Regions from separate parts of the Zea mays genome. Here regions 1 and 3 are each linked to region 2. A link is a contact called in public Hi-C data. All regions are on one chromosome and are shown on one strand. Each heading gives the region's core, a stretch centred on a gene start, on an enhancer-like site or on the middle of the called end of the contact. The rest is flanking DNA. Distances are from core to core; before and after follow the strand shown.

What was found. A called contact is a pair of places that touch in the nucleus more often than the background predicts.
Region 1: a contact with region 2 is called in a Hi-C map of leaf, with 4 times the contacts expected there. The contact joins the promoter of LOC100304245 here to the enhancer-like site in region 2. A contact is called at or near these places in 2 of 25 Hi-C or Micro-C datasets (ear and leaf).
Region 3: a Hi-C map of leaf shows a contact between it and region 2, with 5 times the contacts expected there. The contact joins the promoter of LOC100382204 here to the enhancer-like site in region 2. A contact is called at or near these places in 4 of 25 Hi-C or Micro-C datasets (bundle sheath, ear and leaf).

What each region holds. Positions count from the first base shown.
Region 1 is chr2:201,513,144-201,516,016 of Zm-B73-REFERENCE-NAM-5.0, forward strand. It overlaps LOC100304245 (Kinesin-like protein KIN-7G), which reads right to left and starts at 1,356. Exons shown (of 14, transcript NM_001165690.2): 1 at 1,130-1,356; 2 at 578-766; 3 at 388-477; 4 at 176-276; 5 at 1-48. The coding sequence starts at 743.
Region 2 is chr2:201,642,887-201,646,220 of Zm-B73-REFERENCE-NAM-5.0, forward strand. No RefSeq gene overlaps it. Among protein-coding and RNA genes, the nearest start is that of LOC103647611, 40 kb to the right of the region's middle. Within about 2 kb of position 1,270, at least 15 of the 20 cell types and tissues checked have an H3K27ac peak or open chromatin away from gene starts, as enhancers often do. A contact at or near this core is called in bundle sheath, ear and leaf, where this site is marked.
Region 3 is chr2:201,848,742-201,851,825 of Zm-B73-REFERENCE-NAM-5.0, forward strand. It overlaps LOC100382204 (putative cytochrome P450 superfamily protein), which reads left to right and starts at 1,296. Exons shown (of 2, transcript NM_001174963.1): 1 at 1,296-2,193; 2 at 2,297-3,084. The coding sequence starts at 1,315. The coding sequence ends at 2,935.

The DNA.
Region 1 (2,873 bases), core at 106-2,605, 130 kb before region 2:
GTATATCTCCATCGCCGAAAATTTCAGGACGAATTCCCTCTCGGGATGCTGCAGGAGACCAGAAGAGAACGTTGGAGTCGAGCGAGAAATCACAACAAAATAGAAAAAAGTGACACGTGATTTGATTCAGACAAAATCAAATGAACCGATAGTTGTGCAGCAGCCATCAGTCGACCTTGTCAATGTAGTCGTAGATGTCTGACATGCTGCGCTCCGTGATGCCGACCATCGTGTACGTCTTCCCGCTGCTCGTCTGACCGTACGCAAATATGCTTGCTGCCATGAAGAGGTTTCAGACAGAGAAGAAAATTTGTGTAAGAGAACAGTTGCATCTCAGTGCCGTGAAATATGTAATCGGTGTTGCTTCTGAAGAAGAAGCGTAGGTACAATTGATGCCGCTGAGCACCGACAGGGCCACCTGCTTAGCCCCTTCCTCGTACACCTGGCGCGTGCTGCACTTCGGGTTGAACACCCTGTCTGAAAAAGCGCGGAGGACAAGGAGAGCAACATGAATTTTTTATCTTTTGAAACGCGAGCGATGTAGCAGAGCGAGAAGGATGCATGCATTATCACCCACCGTAGGTGTAGGAGGCGGGGAACATGGCGCGCTCAGGGATGTTGCCGCGGAACATGAGGGTGGTCGTGCTCGTGCACTCCCAGTCGGAGCCATCACCGCGCTCCGCCTCTCGTGCGTTCACCGGCCGCAGTCGCACCGACACCAAGATCCGCTCCTCGCTAGCCATTTGCTCTACTCCGCGCTTGCTTGCTGTCGATCCAGCACGAAAACAAACAAGCATGCAATCTAACCCATTACTGGACGCTCACACGCATCACGCACGCACAACCAAAACAACATCGTGTCCATGCGTATCGGGTGCAGAATGCAGCGTGAGATAGCAACAGCGCCTGGCACAAGTAGAGGCCTGCTAGCAAGCAATGACCCAGAAAAAGAGTGCGGTCGATGCTGGCCGCGCGGGCGGCGACCGGCCTCCCCGCGCAGAGGTCGCGGTGGGATACGAGGCAGAAAGGGGCGCGTCACCACCAGCAGTCAACGACACGCTCCGTGCTCCATGCGTAGCAAGTGAAACCAATGCAGCATCCAAGACAAACAGAGGTCGATCGTCGTTACCTCCGGCAAGACGACGACGGTGGTTCGTGGGCTTGGTGAAAGCTATAGGATAATACAGGCGAAGCGCTTCCTCCTCCTCTCCTTCGCGCAAGGAAAGAGGAGGAGGAGAAGGAATGGAGCTGGCCGAGCGGGACAAGAAAAGATGACGGGTGGTTCCTTGGCTAGAAAACAAAAAAGTAAAAAAAGGAAAATCGTAGGGGAGGCATGCTGTTTTCTTCTTTTTTTTTAATTTTATACTATCTTAGGTGGACGCCAATCAATTATCGTAGTCTACGACGTTCACGGTGGACCTGCGTGTGAGCGGCGATGGCGGTGGTTGAGCGCATGGCGATGACCTCCTGCGGAAGCGGCAGCAAGAGCAGAGGCAGTTGCTAAATATAACCAGTCCGAAATTTTTTTATTAGGGAACTAGCATGGACGCTATTTTGGCCCTAAAGTGACTGACGTCCAGGTTGATGCCATGATCGAGGTTTCCTGCACCGCGATGTCTCTTTGTCGCTGCTCTCTCTGCTTCGTCTGTCCAATCGCGTGGCCCCGGTCCCGGCCCCGGCCCCGCATCGTGGATCGCCGGTCTGGCCTCGCCCTCGGCCCCGCGCGACGATTTCCACCCGGCCGGAGCTGGACGCGCGCACGCGCTCATTCGGGATGGCTCGTCGAAGTGGAGGAAGCTCCGCGACGACAAGGCGCAGTTCCTGGACCGACGCTTCGACCTGGACCATCCTCGCGTCCCAGACATTGCCCATCACAGTGCATCACTACAAGGCGTCAAGGCCTAGCTTCGTCGGCTTCTTCGAGCCGGAGAGCGCGCTTCACGTCCTTGTCCGGTACCATGTCATTTTTTTGGCATACATCTGGCGCGAGATCAGCGACACGACGAACGCGAGCCAGGTCGTGCTGACACGTACATCATCGTCAGCTGGAACGATCACTTCTTTGTGCTCAAGGTGGAGAGCAACTTAATAACATCGACATGCCCGGCGGGCGGCTGCACGAGAGAGTCCTTCCTATCTAAATTTATGGTTTCTTTCTTGTCAATCTAAGAAAGAAAATTAGATTGGCTCTTCTGTGTTCATCTCCTTCTTCGAGTCAATTTGTTTTATTGTCAGTGTTACGATTTTATTGTTTGGGTGGAACCAAGATGAGATTAACGAACTCATGAAATTGCTTTAGTGTACCCACTGCTATTGGAATTCACTAGTGCTACAACATACAATAAATGAATGCAAGATGTAAGCCGCTCAAGTAGTGCCACAAGATAAAAAAAGTCGGGTGGTAGGAAAAGGCTACCCCACCTTGTTATATTAATAAGAAGCTCAATCATAACCTCGACCAAATAAGGTCACGAAAGTTTCTATAGGCAAATTTTACTCGTGCTTTGAGCACTCTCAGCTCCTACACGAGGATCCACCAGTTTATAGGTCAGTCTATCTCTTGACTCACAACCAGGAGAACTAGCAAGTTGCCTTTTTTTTAATCTCTGTCTAAAATTCATCTCTACTAGGATTCGAATTCAGAACCTAAGGAGTGCTACTCATAACACCTAATCAACTCAACTAGAGACCCTTTCGCAGTTTAGATGGCTAAGGAGACCCCTACATTGGATGTTTAGATGATAGTTAAAAGTATTGAATATAGTCTAATTACAAAATTAATTACATAGATGAGGACTAAATGATAAGACAAATCTAATAATGCTAGTTAGTCCATGATTCACCATGTGATGCTACAGTAAACATTTATTAGT
Region 2 (3,334 bases), core at 20-2,519:
CCTAACTTAATGTACTCATATTTTGGCTATCAAAGTTCTCTGAAATTGCTAGGGACAGTTGCAGAGTGCTGACGATTTCAGAGCCTCGAAGAAGAAGATCATCGGCTGCTACGCGATGCTTGGATCTGAAAGAAAAAACAAGAAGCAGTCGCAATCGTTGCCACAACATCAACATCACGGTTAGGGGTAGTAATAGACCATGATCTAATATTTCTTTACAATAAGTTAGGGCCTAGTTAAAAATGAATAGAAATAAAGTCCGATCTTAATCTAATTCGATATTGAAATTTTAGGGCTAGTTTGGGAACTCCGTTTTCCCACGAGATTTTCATTTTCCCAAGGGAAATTAGTTCATTTTTCTTTGAGAAAATAGGAATACCTTGGGAAAATATAGTTCCCTAGTTTGGAAACTATATTTTCCCATTGGATTTCTATTTTTCATGGGAAAATGAACTAATTTCTCTTACGCCCCGTTTGGATCATTGGAATTGAATTCCATTCTAATAATAATAATTTAGGCATATATCATTTAAGCTAATTCAGTTTTATATAAAATATATTTGTATATTATTATTAGAAAGATGTTGGAGATATTTATGTGCTATATTTTTAGTATAGAGGAGTGAAACGAAGAATGTCACATAAGTTACAGAGTAGAAACAAATTCTACTACTGTATAAAATCATTTCCCATCCCCCACCCCATTAATTTGAGATAGACTAATATCTGAACTTTGAAAAATGGTGGAATGTCAAATTTCAAACTAAATAAGTTATTTTATTGAGTGAATTCTAATTCCTCTAAAATAAAGCGATCCAAACGCCCCGTTAGGAAAATGGAAATCCCTTGGAAAAATATGGTTCCCAAACTGGCCCTTATAGCGTAAAATCACCCCCTAATCATGTTAACAACCGGAGACATCAGACCATAGCGCAGAACAGTCGTGCACGTAAAAAAAATCTGCATATGCCGCCCCCACTAAACGACATCTCTGATCGGTCGAATTTCCAATGGATGAAGTAGCCACCGATAGCAATCGACAAACAGCTTGCTTTGGTTGTTTCGCAACCCCCAACCAGGCCTGGATGACATTTCGTCACTTTGACTTTAGCACAACGTCCATATACTGCCACGTAGATTATTTTATATTTTTTGTGAAGACGTCTTCGTCGCCTCGCCTCGGGCCCTCGGCCCTTGTATGAACCGTGGCTTCTCGCCGATCCCTATCGGATCGAGTGAGGAAGCCTCTATCTCCATTGCACGCCGACGAACACTGCTCCGCTCCTTGCCGCACCGTGACCACTGACGAGCGCACCACCGGACCAACCGACCAAGCCCCACATCGTTGCCCCACGCTGAGTGGAGACAAAAATATATGAGATGGACAAGCAGATAAGACCGAGAGCCTGAATCAACTACAGATGCCAGAAAGAGATATCGATGGGACTTTTTCACTCTGGCTTTGTTGAATAAGTAATGGTCATGAGGAAACAACCTTGGTGTTATTTGAAGCCGACAAAGAAAGGTTAGGGTCCACTATGCGCACCTGGACGGCCTTTGATCTACACACGCTTCTGCAGTCCCATGAGGGACTAGTGTCTCTGGAGGAACCCTTTTTAGAAGAGGAAACCACAGTCATCATTAAAGACCTCCCCCTTAACAAATCACCGGGGTCCGGATGGATCCAGCACGGATTTTATTAACAAATATTGGCAAGTAATAGCTCCAGATTTCTTCGATCTTTGTAAGAGCTTTCATGAAGAAGTCATCTGTACTTAGAGCATAAATGGATCCTTCATAACACTGATCCCCAAAAAGATACACCTTTGACTGTAAATGATTACATGCCAATATCTCTGCTGAACTCTAGCTTCAAAGTACTAACCAAGCTACTGGCCAACAGACTACAAAAAGTTATCACCCGTGTCATTCACAAAAACCAATATGGCTTCATCAAGGAAAGGACAATTCAGGACCGCTTGGTATGGTCATTTGAATACTGTGCAAGCACACACACAAAAAAAAAAGAAATGGTGATCCTGAAGCTAGACTCCGAAAAGGCTTTTGACACAATAGAACATGAGGCTATCTCTCAAGTGCATCTTCACAAAGGCTTCGGTACCAAATAGAGAAATTGGGTCAAGATGATCATGGATTCATGAACATCGGTTGTTCTTCTCAATGGAGTTCCTCGCAAGCAATTTCAATGCAAGCGAGGGGTTAGGCAAGGTGACCCGTTGTCGCCTCTCCTATTTGTCCTGGCAACAGACCTGCTTTAATCCATAGTTAATAAAGCAAAGGACTTGGGCCTCCTTCACCTCCCTCTCCAGCAAAGATGTGGACAGGATTTCCTAATTATCCAATATGCAGACGACACTATAATGGTTCTAGAAGCCTGTCCTAGACAACTTTTTTTCTTGAAAGAAATATTGAATCCCGTTGTAGACTCCATAGGCTTGAGAGCCTACTCTCAGAAATCTAACATATACCCCATTAGCGTGCATGCTGCGAAAATGGAGCTCCTTGCAAAAACCTTTCAATGTCAGATTGGAACACTGCCTTTTACTTATCTGGGTCTACCTATGGGGCTAACAAAACCAAAAATAGATGCTTTACTCCCAATGATACAAAAAATTGAGAGGAGGATGTCATCAACATCTCAGTTTCTGTCGCAAGCTGGTCGGTTGCAAATGGTTAACTCATTTTTCTCGTCACTTCGAACATACATCATGTGTACTCTTAGATTACCAAAAACAATAGTCAAACAAATAGACAGATACCGAAGACATTGCTTATGGCGGGGATCAGATATCAACGCAAAGAAGCCTCCTCAAGCAGCGTGAGGGACAACTTGCAAACCGAAAGCACAGGGCGGCTTAGGGATTATAAATGTCACTACACAAAACAAAGCTCTGTTCATGTAGAATCTGCATAAAATGCTCAACAGACTAGATATTCCTTGGATTAAAATAGTATGGGAGAATCATTATACAGGAGAAACAGTGTCATCCGAGAAAAAAATAGGATCCTTTTGGTGGAGGGACATTTTGAGATCACTAAACACTTACAAGAGATTATCTAGGGTGGCAGACGACAGATCTGTTCAGCTCTGGTTTGATAAGTGGGATGACAAAATACATGCAGAAGCGTACCCATAACTTTTGTCCTATGCTGTTAGCAAGGAAATAACTCTATTACAGGACAAAAAACATTGAGAATCCACAACAAATGTTCCACACACCTATGTCCTCCGAGGCTTTTCAAAAGTATCAATTACTCATGTATTCCTTAGTCCTTACAAAGACACACCTTCACTGCCAGAGCCGATAAGTGA
Region 3 (3,084 bases), core at 46-2,545, 210 kb after region 2:
AGTTCACCGAATGAGAGTTAGGCTCTTGCATAGGCATCCTTGTGATGCGTTCCAAGGAGGATAGGGAAAACTTTCATGCTTCTTGATATCTTAATAAAAAATATTGACAACGTTAAATGAGAGCTTAGATCTGTACTGTCCTTTAAGCTTTCGTGACTATATTATATACCTTGGTGGTGAAGATGTTGTTGCTGCTAATGGTACAAAGTCATTAATAAGTGACTGAGGAAGAGCTCAAAGTAGATGATGATGAATGCGCCGAGACATAGCACTGCTTGACTTTGATGGAAGACGACCATTGTGGAAGTTAGGAGCAATCGTCTCCCTCCTCTCCAGATGCAATAGATGGAGAGACTACGATGATGGCGCAACAACCAAAAGAGACAAAATCCTAACTACATACGAGAGGAGTCTAGGGCTTCATATGAGAGAAGAACACTTTACGGGTTTTCACCTCCAAGACTGACATTGGCACTTGCCTCAATTACCACCAGGGACTTAGGATCCTCATCCTCTCTCGTCATGAAGAGCTTCCACAACAAGCTTAATAAAATTGAGTTCAAGTTAGAGAACATGTGGCGCTCTTTTCATCATCAAAATTTACCATAAAAAATTCTTTGAATTTACCGAAAACAAAATAGGCCCATGAAGCCCAATAGGGTGGATCGCCTGCCGTGTTTGTAAAAATCGTTAAAATAAGAGGTGGAAGGGATTCGAGCCATGGTCTGCTACTCTGCTTGGGTAAAAGACGTAGGTGCACTTGTGTTGTACAATAGATTTTATATTGTAAAGATATATAACCTATAAATTTTAAAAATATAATCGTACTTTATCCATTTCGTACTCGCATTGATCCTACTATGGTGAATTGGGAGCTTGTTATATTATGAACTTGCTAACTTTTGAACTTCAAGTCTATGAACTTATGATATTCATTAATTTGTAATATTGTGAACTTGAAAAAATAGTATGAATTATGAATTTGTTATATTGTGAATACTGAACTTATGATCTTTGTCAACTTTGTTATATTGAGATAACTTTATGTTGATAAATATCGATTGAATTTTAGATTTCGATTGTTATAGTTATATTTTCCGTACCAAACCTCCCTTTTCGATATTTTCAAAATACTGATACCATTTTTTGTCTCTAGAGTTACTGTTTTTGTTTTATTTTCAATAAAAATATATAAACATAAATAGTTTTTTTATTTACTGACCGTTTTTCATCTCTAGCCCAAAGCCGAACAAAATCCAGTCTTTTCCCCGCAGCAATAGACTGGTCACCACTCACGAGAGCAGAAAACAAACAATGCCTCTTTACCTGCTCGCCGCCGGCGCGCTTATTGTCTTCCTCTACGTTATCAACAACCGCAGGAGCAGCAAGCTCCCGCCGTCTCCGCCGTCGCTACCACTGATCGGCCACCTTCACCTCATCGGCCGCCTCGCGCACCGATCCTTGCTAGAGCTGCAGCTTCGCTATGGCGGCGGCGGCGGTCTCCTCTTCCTGCAACTCGGGCGTAGGCCGACCTTGGTCGTGTCCACTGCGGCCGTGGCCGCGGATCTGTTCAAGAACCACGACCTCGCCTTCGCCTCCCGCCCACGCAGCGTGGGAGGGGATAAGCTGATGTATGGGTGCAGCAACGTGTCGTTCGCGCCTTACGGCGAGAACTGGCGCCGGGGCAAGAAGATCGCGGTGGTCCACCTCCTCTCTCCGCGGCGCGTGGAATCTTTCGCGCCCGTACGGGTTGCCGAGGTAGCCGCGCTCGTCGCACGGACACGCCGCACCGCGGAGGCTGGGGAGGCCGTGGAGATGAGGGAGCTCCTGTACGGCTACACCAACGCGGTGGTCACCCGCGCGGCCACCGGTGCCGCTGGGGCAACAGCAGAGAAGCTGAAACAGCTGATGGGGAACTCCGCAGCGCTGATGGCGGGCTTCCAACCCGAAGACGTGCTGCCGGACGCACCGGCGAGGTTTGTGAGATGGGCGACGGGCCTCGATAAGAAGATCGAAGACATGGCCGAGGCGTGGGACAAGTTCCTGTCCGATATAGTGGCCGCACACAAGGAAAAGGGGTGTGGCGACGCAGGGGAGGAGGCTGAGGACTTCTTGGATGTCTTGCTCCGGCTGCGGGAAGAAGGCGCAGATGGGCTCGAGCTCACAGACGATCGCATCAAAGCTACCATCGAGGTTATCTTCGCAGAAACGCTCTTCCAGTATCTCATCAAGAAATGTTTACTGCCGATAATCCAATATTGTTCATCTCATCCGTACTCGATTCTTGAGTCTGCAGGACATGATAGCTGCTGCAACTGAAACATCATCCCAAACGCTGGAATGGACCATGGCCGAACTCATTGCCAACCCGCGGGTGATGAGCAAGCTCCAAGGCGAGATAGCGCGAGTCGTCAGCGCCGATCAGACGACCATCGCTGAACCGGACCTGAACAAAATGGAGTACCTGAGGGCAGTGTTCAAAGAGGTGCTTCGGCTCCACCCACCAGCGCCGCTCCTCGTCCCGCACGAATCAACAACGCCCGCGGTTGTGCAGGGCTACGAGATTCCGGCCAAGACGGCGCTCTTCGTCAACGTGTGGGCCATCGGGCGGGACCCTGCTGTGTGGGACGCACCGGACGAGTTCCGCCCAGAGCGGTTCGTGGGCGGCAGTCCCTCGGTGGACTTCAGAGGGACCGACTACCAGTTCATCCCGTTCGGCGCCGGCCGGAGGATCTGCCCCGGCATCAACTTCGCGCTGCCAGTCTTGGAGCTCGCGCTCGTCAGCCTCCTGCACCACTTCGAATGGGAGCTCCCCGCCGGCATGCGCCTGGAGGACCTCGACATGGGCGAGGCGCCGGGGCTGACGACGCCGCGGCGGATTCCGCTCGTCCTAGTCCCCAAGCGCAGGACGCTCGTTCAGACATTACTGCAGTAGCACAAGGAATTTGATCTGCCTCCCTGAGTACCGAGGTTTATCTATTGAGAAGTTGTGGATCAAACAAAATTCAAGAACACAGATTACCTTACCCAAAAAAAAACGCACAAGAACACTCAATTGCAGAAAGAAATCGGTCTCTTGTTGAC